Regions from separate parts of the Mus musculus genome. Here region 1 is linked to region 2. The links are chromatin contacts, called in public Micro-C maps. All regions are on one chromosome and are shown on one strand. The core of a region is the stretch at or near the end of the contact, and the rest is flanking DNA. Distances in the headings are between cores, read along the strand shown.

The links. A called contact is a pair of places that touch in the nucleus more often than the background predicts.
Region 1: a contact with region 2 is called in a Micro-C map of embryonic stem cells, with 8 times the contacts expected there. The contact joins the promoter of Ntrk3 here to the promoter of St8sia2 in region 2. A contact is called at or near these places in 1 of 39 promoter capture datasets (embryonic stem cells) and 1 of 484 Hi-C or Micro-C datasets (embryonic stem cells).

The regions. Positions count from the first base shown.
Region 1 is chr7:78,574,217-78,579,606 of GRCm38.p6, reverse strand. Ntrk3 (neurotrophic tyrosine kinase, receptor, type 3) reads left to right here and starts at 1,769. Exons shown (of 17, transcript NM_008746.5): 1 at 1,769-2,071. The coding sequence starts at 1,824. Gm39038 (a long non-coding RNA gene) reads left to right here and starts at 5,286. Exons shown (of 2, transcript XR_882235.3): 1 at 5,286-5,376.
Region 2 is chr7:74,009,326-74,015,019 of GRCm38.p6, reverse strand. St8sia2 (ST8 alpha-N-acetyl-neuraminide alpha-2,8-sialyltransferase 2) reads left to right here and starts at 1,338. Exons shown (of 6, transcript NM_009181.2): 1 at 1,338-1,623. The coding sequence starts at 1,526.

The DNA.
Region 1 (5,390 bases), core at 520-3,019, 4.6 Mb before region 2:
TGTCTGCCTGCTCGGATTCCCCTAACCCTTTCTTCTCCTTTCCCACAGCAAAATCTCAGGCTTTCTCAGGAAATAGCTCGCATTTGGCATATTTACATTTGCATTTTATTTTTAAAACAATCCTATCAAGGCAAAAAGCGGGGGCTATACTTCTCTCCCCATCAGGTCTAAACTTGCCTCGAAGGCTGCACCTGTTTTGAGCCCCTACCAGGAAGGGGTGTTTGTGGGGGAGGGAAAGAGGAGGTTCTGTGCCCCCCAAATCATCCGGAGAGAGCAGTCCGCCCACCCCCTCACCAGGCTGCCAGCTCGGCGCACCCGAGGGCTGAGCCCAAGAAGCTGGCCTCCGACGGTGCTGGCGTGGTGCTTGCCAAAAAATGCCCTTCGCATCTCAATTTCCTGGCCGCTTCTTTCGCATGAATCGCTCGCCCTGGGCCACCTCGGTTCTCCAGCGCAGTCCTGCAGGCGCTCCTTCCCTCTTTCTCTCCTTCTCTGGTCCCTGTTTGTCCAAGGCGGAACCCATAACGCACCGCCAAGAAGGAGCAATAGGCTCAGGGGCACTCAGTGTGCCATGCCACGCAGTCCCCTCCCAAGCTGAGCCCAGCTCCCGGGACTCTTGATTACCCAAATGAGTGTCATTCAGATCTAGGTCTGCACGTCTGCGGCCGGCGTCCCTGGCTGCCTCGCTCGGGTTCCTGTGCGCTCCTGATTCCCGTCACTGTCCGTGAGCCCGAGACCCTCACTCAGGCTGGGGAGCATCCCGGGTCACCTGGGCCACGCTCATTTCGCTTCCTCCTGCGGAGGAGATTGCAGCAAAACCGGGCAGCACGAGGGCCAAAAAGTGGAAGGGAGAACGCCTTTCGTGTTGCTCAGTCAGCTTGCCAACTCTCCCTCCCCAACGCCGACCCTCGGAATCCCAACTGCAACTTTTCCTTTCCGTCTCGTTTTCCCCTCGGCTGCAGCGAGCGGGCGCGGGCGTGGAGCGGGCGGGCAGCGGCGCGGCTGCGGGTGGCGGTACCGGCGAGAGCCGAGAGCCGGCGAGTGGGTGGGTGGGTGGGGAAGCAGGAGGGAGAGGACGGGCGGGGAGAGAGAGGGGTGTGGGGAGGGGAGGGAGGGGGAGATTCCGCTCTCCTGCCTCTCCCAGCCCGGGCGGGGGGCGGGGGGGGGGGAGGAGGCCGCGAGGAGGGAGGGGAGGAGGGAGGGAGGGAACCGAGGAAGACGCTCCGATAACCCGTGCGTTTCGTAAGGCTCGGAGCACTTGTACATTTCTGCAGGCGCGTAGCGAGCCATTCGCCGCGACTGCTGCAGCTCTGACTGCATCTTCCTTCTCCTCCTTCCTCCAGCTCCGCGCGTGTGTATGTGAGTGTGTGCGAGTGTGTTTTGCAGGTGTGTCCGTTTTAATTCTGCCTAGGAGGTGGGACTTGGTGACTTTAGCACCATCTTTTTTTCTTTTTTTATTATTATTTTTGCCTTCCCACCGTCTGTTGTTACAACCCTGCAAAGTCTCGGAGTCGGAGAGCGCGCCTCGTTTCCAGAGCTTCTGGACCCCGCAAGCCGGCGAGCGCCGAGCCGGCCACCATGCCCGGCAGACCGCGCCACTAGGCGCTCCCCGCGGCTCCCACCCGGTGGCGGCGGCGGCCGCGATGGTTTCCGACGCTGAAGGATTTTGCATCTGATCGTTCGGCGTTTCAAAGGCAGAGGCCCCCCTCCCCCTTCCCCCCTCCCTCGCTGTCTTTGTTTCCTTCCCCCCCTGCTCTCCCCACTCCCCCCACCCCACCCCCCTCTCCTCTCCTCCTCCTCCTCTTTTTTAGAAGCAGCGATCGGAGATGGATGTCTCTCTTTGCCCAGCCAAGTGTAGTTTCTGGCGGATTTTCTTGCTGGGAAGCGTCTGGCTGGACTATGTGGGCTCCGTGCTGGCTTGCCCTGCAAATTGTGTCTGCAGCAAGACTGAGATCAATTGCCGGCGGCCGGACGATGGGAACCTCTTCCCTCTCCTGGAAGGGCAGGATTCAGGGAACAGCAATGGGAACGCCAGCATCAACATTACGGACATCTCAAGGAATATCACTTCCATGTAAGTCAGGCGGCCGCTACCCAGCCCGCCCCCCACCCCCGCCCCAGCTTCGCGTCTCCGTCTTGCCCGCCCGCGGCCCGGGAACTGGCCCTGCGCTCCCCAGCTCGCCTCTGTTCGCAGCCCGCCGGGTGCGCATCAGGCTCGCCCTGGCTCGGGAGATGCTGTAGGGCTGCGTGTTTCAGGTGACTCCAGCCCTAGCCAGGCGTGATTTGATGATGCTGGTGGGTACCTCTCCCTGGAGAGGACCCTTCCGGGCGGAGTGCACCCGGGCCCAGCTCCTGTCCCCGCCCCCACCCTCTGCCTGCTCGTTTCGAGGGTGCGAATTGGGTTCTATGCCCCCCACTAAATAGCAACAGTTTGGCCACGCTCAAGTGGAATAAAGTAGAGGCGTCTCGTTTCCCTGACAGGCGGTGGCAGATAGCGGCGGCAGAGGCAAAGCTTAGCCTAGCCTTGGAGGGAAGGTGACAGATAGGGACTGCTTGAGAACCAATCGGGATTTTTTAAAAAAAAAACTGTTTCCCTTTGGAGAGAGCAAAACATGCCAATAAGTAAACAAGTTGGAAGCTGGCTTCTCCCGAGGAGACTTCGGACGTGTTCTGGCCGTCATGGACGCCTACCTCTTTGCTTTTCCTCCCCCCCACCTCCCGCCGCCTTCTCCAACCCCATTTTGGGCATTTCCGAGACATCCCCCCCTTTCCCACCCTCATCTGCATCTGGGCGCCTACAGACCCTTTCCTGGCTTGGGCTTCCATAACTGCCCAGGGTAATTCTGAGTCAGGTTGCTGGAGGCAGGAGAGAGAGGACGACCTGGGTTTTGGGAAGGAAATTTCTTTCACAATTCTGCGGTTCCTTCCCCCCACCCCCTTTCTCTCAAAAATTGAACTCTGCGTGGCGTTTGGCTGGTTTGCCCCGGCTGAGTGGGACCCTGTGTAGTGGCCTGCTCTTTTCTTGTTGTGTTTCTTTGGTAGGGATGGGGCCAGAGGCCTGTGAAGGAGTGAAAGGAAGAGTCAGGGCCAGGAGCCTGCATAGCCTTTCTTTCATTCTTCATTCTTCAGCCAGGTGACCACCACCCCTCTGACCTCTCTGCCCCAGGAAGGAGAAGGGTGTGGATAGCTCTTGGATGCTCGGAGGGCAGCTCATTGGTTTTTGCCCCGTGCTCTCATCCCTTGGGAGCCCCAGGACTGACTAGGACGGTGGCCAGGCTCTGAGGGAGACGTTTAGGGTAGCTCTTTGCCTTGGGGACGGACTAGAGCAAGAAGGGACCCAGTGTGCTGTGGCTACTGCCCTCTCAGTGTCCACCCCCTCCCCTCTTTGCTCCAACCATTGCCTCAGGACTACAAAGCCTGAAGGAATTGGAGTCAGGCTCTCTCCAAAGCCCACCAGTTCTCTTGGTATAAGAGAGACCAGCTTGTGTTCTTGCAGCTTACACTTTGAGGGAGATGAACAGCCCCAGAAGATGTCCCCGACTCCTGGAGACAATCCTGACCCATATCTTAGCTCTGCCTTTCATTCCTTACTACCTCCAGGATGGTCAAGGATGTCCAGATAGACAGCAAAGGGGTAAGGGGAGGGGAGAAGAGAGCAAAGGAGAAGCCTCTACCCACTTGGAGGCCAGTGTCTGTCCAGGAGCAAGGTCTGGAGGAATATGTTTCAGGGAAGCTTGGCCCCTGGATTGTAGGGATGGCTGCAAAGAGCTTAGTGGCCTGTGCTCTGGAGTTGGGCATGGAGATTTTCAGGTGATTGGATGTGCCAAGGGCTGGAGAGTTTGGGAGCCAGTGAGCTGTGTCTGCCTTGTTCTCTGCTCTAAGGATGTGTATGTCCCTGGGAACCCTCAGGGAGGCAGGATTGGTCACAATCAGATAGGCTCTTTATGGTCACGAAGAGGTGTCACACCTCTCAAAATGAGGTTTGGGGAAGCGGTTCTATGGGGGGGGGGGAGTAGGATTAGTTGTTCCCCGGAGACATTGGTGGGAGGAGGGGACACAGTTGGCCTCTTGCTCCTCTCCTGGCATTAGAGGATCCCAGGAGAGTGCCTGTGGCGATCTGAGCAGGGAGACTGGGAGCCGCTCAGTGGGAACTGGACTCAGCAGCCATCAGGACTCTCTCCTAAACCCATCTGACATCAAAGAGAAAGTGGTAGGGAAGGTCAGAGGTCAGGGGTTAGATGACCCTCCCTCACCCCATCTTCCCCCCAGTGTCCTGTTATGCCTGCGTCTGGTATTGACTAAACTCAAGAAGGGGCTCAGACTCCCACTCCAGAGGCAAGGAGTCCCGAGGAGGGAGAGGATTCATGTTCATCCAGGGAAGAACATGCCCTTGTTGCTCTCTTACTCTTTAAGACATGGAAGATTAAGGGAAAAGGTAGCCTTTCCCAAGCCCGCCTTCCATCGGATCTTAGCACTGAATAATGGGCTATACAACATATATCCCAGGTCCCCAACCCAAGGCCTGCTGGTAGAGGTGGGGCTTAAAGAAAGAGAAGCACAGGGCAGGAGAGGATCCAACCCTAGGGGGGCCTGGGAAAGTGTCCTTCAGACTCGTGTGTCTAGAGATCCAGGGTCAGGAGGGGGCATCGCCTGTCAGCCTGGAGCTCTGGGTGATGGCGTGCGGCTGGACAAATTCTAGGCATGGAGAGACGGCGTCTCCTCAGGTTCTTCTCAAGTATCCATCCTCCGAGAGTGAACTCTTTGTGCTGAGTTTTTAGACAGACAAGGTTTTGTTTCCTTGTGGCCCCAACTCTTGTGGTATCATTCTGAGTGGTGGCTGTGCCCATCCAGAGCTTTGGGTAGAAGAGACCTTGTTAATATAAGGAGGAAATCAGCAGCAAGCATCAGGGCAGAGGGGTAGACCTCGTCTCCATCTCATCATAGTACTCCAAAGAGTCCATAGCTGCGCCAAAGGGTCCTTCCTGCCTTCTGTTTGTTCCCTTTCTGTTCAAAAGGGCAGCCCTTTCTTTTTCTTTTTTCTTTTTTTTTTGCTACTGTAGCTCTTAATACACCATAAACTCTTCCAGAAGGGTCCATAGGCAGCCACACCCAACTAGACTCTGACGTCACAAAGGCAGGAGGGTGGTGGCCAAGATGGTGTGTTGTCTAGGCTGCCTCCTTAGGCCGGGCCTACAGGGTTGTGTTGGCTTGGGATGGCGTGTCCTTTGAATGGTGGAAAGAAGATGGAGGTAGAGACTGTGGCATCGCTGGGTCAGATGTTCTTGAGGTCGCTAGCCTGGGCTCGCAAAGACCATGTACTCTGGACTGGGGCACCGAGCCGCCATTTGTATACCAGCCTGAATTGCCACAGGGTTCCAGGTGTTTGGTGGGCT
Region 2 (5,694 bases), core at 89-2,588:
AGCTTGTCCTGAATCACACCACTACCACCAGTACCACCACCAACAACAACAACAATAAAAATAAAAACAGCAACAAAACCCAGCAGGCCTCCTGCAGAGACCACTCCCTTTAGCCTGTTCCTCAATGAAGAAGTGTGGGGAGCTCCCTAGACCTTCACACCTTGGCCTGGGAGAGACACGGGAACTACACTAAGGGAACTACTAGCTCCTCCTTGGAGTTGTTCTGGAGGACAACCGACTGGGCATCTCTGTTTATCTACAGGTGCTTCCCAAACAGTAGGGCACTGCATTGACATTCTCAACGCCTCTGACAAGCAACCTCTAGGACCCTTCACTAACCAAAGGACGATCTGGCTTCTTCTGAAAAGTTACATCCAGTGTGTGTGTGTGTTGTAATCTAGTTCTAGTAAAACTTAATGAATGGGTTCTTCCCTCTTGACGCAGCAGGGCAAAAGGTAACGGTAAAGTGAGCTAAAAGGGTCTGAAGCAGGGAAATCGTTCGGTATGGGGTGGGGGGGAGGAGCATCTCCCTTTGTGGGAAGTGTATTTTTCTAGAAGGCCTTTTGATCATGATAGGACTCCAGGGGTTTATTGATTAGACCAGAAAAGAGCACGAGCTAAGGGGATGAAGCACGTACAGTACCAGCCACAATGTGGGTACTATGCCTGCTCTTGGAAGTAGAGCAGGTACTACGGGGATCCCTGGGTTCTAGCCATGACCTCAAACAACTCGAGAGTTCCATGCTCCCGGGCTTGGGTCTATAAATGGACAGAGATGACCGCCCATAGAGAAGGTGGTGTTGTGCAGGCTGAGCACCTCGCCCACCAATTGCCATGAACATCGCTGGTGAAGTTGGCCCCTCTTGCCCATTTCTTCTCCCCTCCTCTCTTCCACTTCCCCTTTCAATTCGTCAACTGCTGAAGCGTAGCCCAGAGGATACCGCCTCCTCGCAGCGCGCCGGAGACCGTCCCCAAGGTGCTAGTCTTTGTGTCGGGAAAACTTTGAGAGGAAGCGAGGGCGCTGGACAAAGAGCGAGCGACGCTAGGCGTTTGCCAAGCAGCCCCGGGTGCTCCGAGTTGTCTGGCTCAGCTCAGTCTCCGGGTCGCTTTCGATGGCCGGAGCCCAGCCTTCCTAGGCCGGGAGTGGCAAGCTCCCTGAGCCCTCTCGGGCAGGAAAAGCAAAGGCGGGTGGGTGGCCGCTAGAGTTAGTGGGAGGAGACCAGGCAAGGCGCGGAGCAAAGCTGTCAAACTGCGCCTGGAGCCCAGTGCGGGGCGGGGGGGAAAGGGGGGGGGGAGAAGGAGGGAGGGGAGGGGAGGGGCGGGCAGGAGCGGAGAGAGAGCGAGCGGGCTCGCCGCGCCAGAGCAACCCTTGTCTGTTGCTGCTGCTGTCGCCTTGGCCGCCGCCGGCCAGGACTCGCCCGGAGCGCAGGGTGTGTGCCCTGCTGCGCGTGGAGCGCGGAGGCTCCTTCAGCCCCAGCTCCTCGCCCCGGCCCGCGCGCGGGTCCCGGAGGGCACCGACCCCACCATGCAGCTGCAGTTCCGGAGCTGGATGCTGGCCGCGCTTACGCTGCTCGTGGTCTTCCTCATCTTCGCAGACATCTCAGAGATCGAAGAAGAAATCGGGTAAATAGCCTCCCTGAGCCCGTGCCCCATCCCCGGCGGGATCTCTTCTTCCCCTGGGCTCCTTACTCCCCATCCGCTTTGTGTGCGCCGCGCCCCCCTGTCGCTCAGCTGGAGGGATAGTGCCGGCGGTTTGGGCTGGGGGTGGCAGTGTCAGGGGCCCGGGACGCTTTAGGGAGTGGATGATGGGGGCGCGGCTGCCGAGGGGCGTCCCCGGGCGGGGTGCACGGGCAGCTGTAGCCGCGCGGCGTGGGGAAAGCGGACTCACCCACCCTGCTCCCTGTCCCCTAGTCCCTTCCCCCGGCGTGTGCGCGCGCGGTGTCGCCGGGGTCGAGGGAGGGCGCCGGGGAGTGTCTCGGGCGGGTAGAAGGACGGAGAGTGGAGGCAGGCAGGAGTTTCTTTGTCTCCGGCTCGGCCGTTTTCTCGCCTTGGCAAAGTGGGCAGGGGGCGCGCGGGGGATCTCTGAGCTGGGGGAGGGGAATCCCCTGGCGGGAGATGAGTGGGAAGGGCTCCGTACCGACTCCTGGGAAGGGGAATGTGCCCTGAACACACCGGTACGCACCCACGCCTCCCGCCGGCCAGCCCAGGATCCGGGCGTGGGGGGTAGCACCGCTAAAGGTGTGGCGCGCGGTGCTGGAGACCAGGGCTCTCCCCTGGCTTTGGGTGCTCTGACAACCCTGCGACGGCCCCAGGCAACCCCAGGTTGCTGAGCGCTCACAGCCGGCGCCAAGACCCGGGGAGGTTGTCGGAAAGTCTCCAACGCCGCCCGGTGGGCTTCGGGGTCCCCAGGAGCGCGCGATCTCAGCTTGTCCCTATCTCTTCAGAGGTAGGCGGGACCACACCTCCAGCTGTGCCTGGTTCGGGACTTCTTGGAATGAGCTGTCTAACTGAGCTGGGCTCATCAATCAGGGTGTCCCGTGGGCTGAAGCTGGCTCCCGATCCTACAGTCTTCTGCACGCGGAGCCCGACCCATGTCCGGAGCCTCCAAACCGTGGTGGAACATGTAGGAAGGCAGCAAGGCTCTGAGGTGGCCTTCAGTAAAAGGGTGAGGTCCCTGAGAGCACAGGAGGCGGATTTGATTCTCTGTGGGATTAGTGAGGAGCCAAGCTCAATCAAACAAGCGTCCTGTGCTGCGTGCGCCCCTCCTTTGTCCAACTTCGTTCGTAAGGATATAAGAACAGAGAATGGATGGGTCCTGCCTTCAGATCCCTCCAAAACAGAGAGAGTCCAGAATCCAAGATGCTGAGGCCCTAGGGACCCTAACCTAATAGCAGGTGCCTCTTCCTACCCTTTGCTTTCTCTCTCCCACTCACTGTCCCTTTCTGTAACCCCACAAACCATTCTATGGACTCCACTATGTTTCAAGAGTCCCTCTCTGCTTCATTCCTCTCGTCCTCGGTTTCCCCAAGAACTCCGAAAACTTTCACTTAATGTTCAGTTAATACACTCTGTGCCGCCAGCTTCTCGGCAGAGACAGAAACGAACTGCTTTCCCATAGCTTCTCTCCTGGTGTGTGGTCGGAACAGAAATTGGTGCAGTCACATTCTGAGATATGGACTAAAGCGCTCCCGGGTCACTAGATGACTTTGACAATGGGAAAAGGAAAGACCTTCAGATGCCTACTTCTTCTGGGGTGTGTGTGTGTGTGTGTGTGTGTGTGTGTGTGTGTGTGTGTGTGTGTGTGTGTGTGTATACATATGCTCCCACTTCCAGGAGCAGGCATCCCGGCTCATCAATTCGCTGAACTTTTTACTGAGTCTCTTCTATGTGCCAGGGACTTTTAATTTTTAAAATGTAATGAGAAGATCAGTTACACGTGGTGTCTCCCATTCCTGCCAAAGGCATCTTGAAGCCTTCACTTTCCACAGTCAAATTCTTCCAGCAGGCAGACAGAAGTTTCCAGAGGAGCATTTACATATAGAGTGTGTATTGAAAACTCAAGGCTCTTGTGCTGTGGCATACTGTGTTTTACCAGGGGATCCCTGAGTCTCCCCCATCCCCACCCCCATACCTGGACTGATCCTAGTAAGAAAACTGTCGACTAGCCCACCCTGACACCTTCTATAGCATCATCTCTGTAGACGCCTGTCTTTGGGGTGGACTTTAGCTTTGTCAATCAACACTTTCTCCTAGTTTGGTGGGGATCACCATGGACCTGCATTACCCAGGCCACGTGGTTGGTATCAATAGCCCAGTTCTGTTTGCAGTCAGCCCCACCTGTTTAATCTGGAGGGAAGGGGGCTCACTGCATTTACCATGCATGGAGAAGGAAGGAATAATGTGGGACAGAGTATGGGAATTGCACTAGCCCATCTTTCTGATAAGGAGTGTGGTTTTAACACTTATCCTTGGAGCCACCTAAAACGTTTGCTGTGGGTAAGTGACCTGGAATAGATTTGGGGGTGTCAAGAGGACTCTGTCTCCTTTGCCCTATGCTTCCTAGGAAGGCATGGGGTCCTACTCAAGACCACAATGCTTTTGTGTCACGCCTTGCTAACTGTGCTGGGGAAGATAGCAAGTTACCCACCAGAGAGAACCATGGCCCTATCTGGACAGGGGAGAACAGTGTGATCCTGAATTCTACTGGGCAGGCAAGAAAGACAGAGTCACTTTGGGGATAAGTTGTCCTGGGACTAAGAGATGAACAGTTTTTTTAAAAAGCAAATAAATCTCTCTCTCTCTCTCTCTCTCTCTCTCTCTCTCTCTCTCTCCCTCTGTGTGTGTGTGTGTGTGTGTGTGTGTGTGTGTGTGCACACACACACACACACACACACACAGCCTACAGATCTATTCTTCCAAAGCTTTCAATACTTTCTTAGAAAATGAGATTTTTGGGCCTGTGGGAGGCAGAGGCAGACGGATTTCTGAGTTCGAGGCCAGCCTGGTCTACAGAGTAAGTTCCAGGACAGCCAGGGTGAGATTTTTAGATTGGTGGCCTCAGTCGTCCTGACCTGCCCCAAGCATTAAATATCCTGTGGCCAAGGGTAGAGTTTCTGAGAGACATCTCCTTTTCTGAGTGGTTGTCTTCAGAGTTTCATTCTTGACATTCTTTTTTTGTTTTTGTTTTTGTTTTTGTTTTTTGAGACAGTATAGCCCTGGCTGCATTCTTGACACTCTTACCATTCATGTGGAATTGCATGAGAAGTGTAAAAAGACAGACTCTCTGCAAGGTGCCTGGCCCATTGAGTTCCCCCAGGAACCCAGGATCACAGTTGAGTTCTGAGTCAGATTGAATGGGGCTTTGGTGAAAGAAATGCATTACCTACCCCGTGCACGGTCCCGGGTTTTGCAGTCAGTTGGCTCATGTTGTATCAGGCATGTTCATCCTTTAGATAATGTGACACGATGTTATCATTTACAAAGTTCACAGTATGTAGTCTTAGTACAAAAAAAAAAGCAAAGAAAACCGTATAGTGTTTTAAATACATTTGCAATTTTATGTTCGACTACTTTCATAGCTCTTTTGGTGTGTATGGGGCCTGCAGGCTGCAGCTTTGCTATACCTGCTAGGTAAACTGAGTTACTCTGCTTCTCTCCTGGGGTTTAGGCTTGAGTGTAACCCTTATGAAGGAGTAGGATTCACGGTTCTCATGTGTGCTACATTGCCCTCACAATTGGCCTACAGAAGTCATTCAAGAGGCACAAATTTTCCCAGTCTAGCACAGGTTAGGCACACAGCATCCTTGGGTAAGGTGCCTCAAAGGGCTCCTCCTCTGAAAACAGCCCCCTCTGTTATCAGTTGTGCTTGGTTTAATGTAATATCAAATATTTAAGTCATATTCTGGTTGCTTCCATGCAAGGCAGGCTTATGCCAGTTGTCATCTAATACCCCAGACACCAGATGAGCCATTATAATTAAGAGAGTTACCCAACTCTGTCTGAAGACAGATGAGTAGTTGGTGATCCTAACAATGCCTGTTGTGGCACTAAGTGGGGACGGTAATGATGACTCGCATGAACTGCAAGCTTTCTGAAGTTAGCCAAGACATTAACAGATTCTATCCTTGTGGTAGCCCAAGGGCAAGCAACCAGTGGCACCAAGAACTACTGTTCATTGAGCTCTGTGTACCTGGC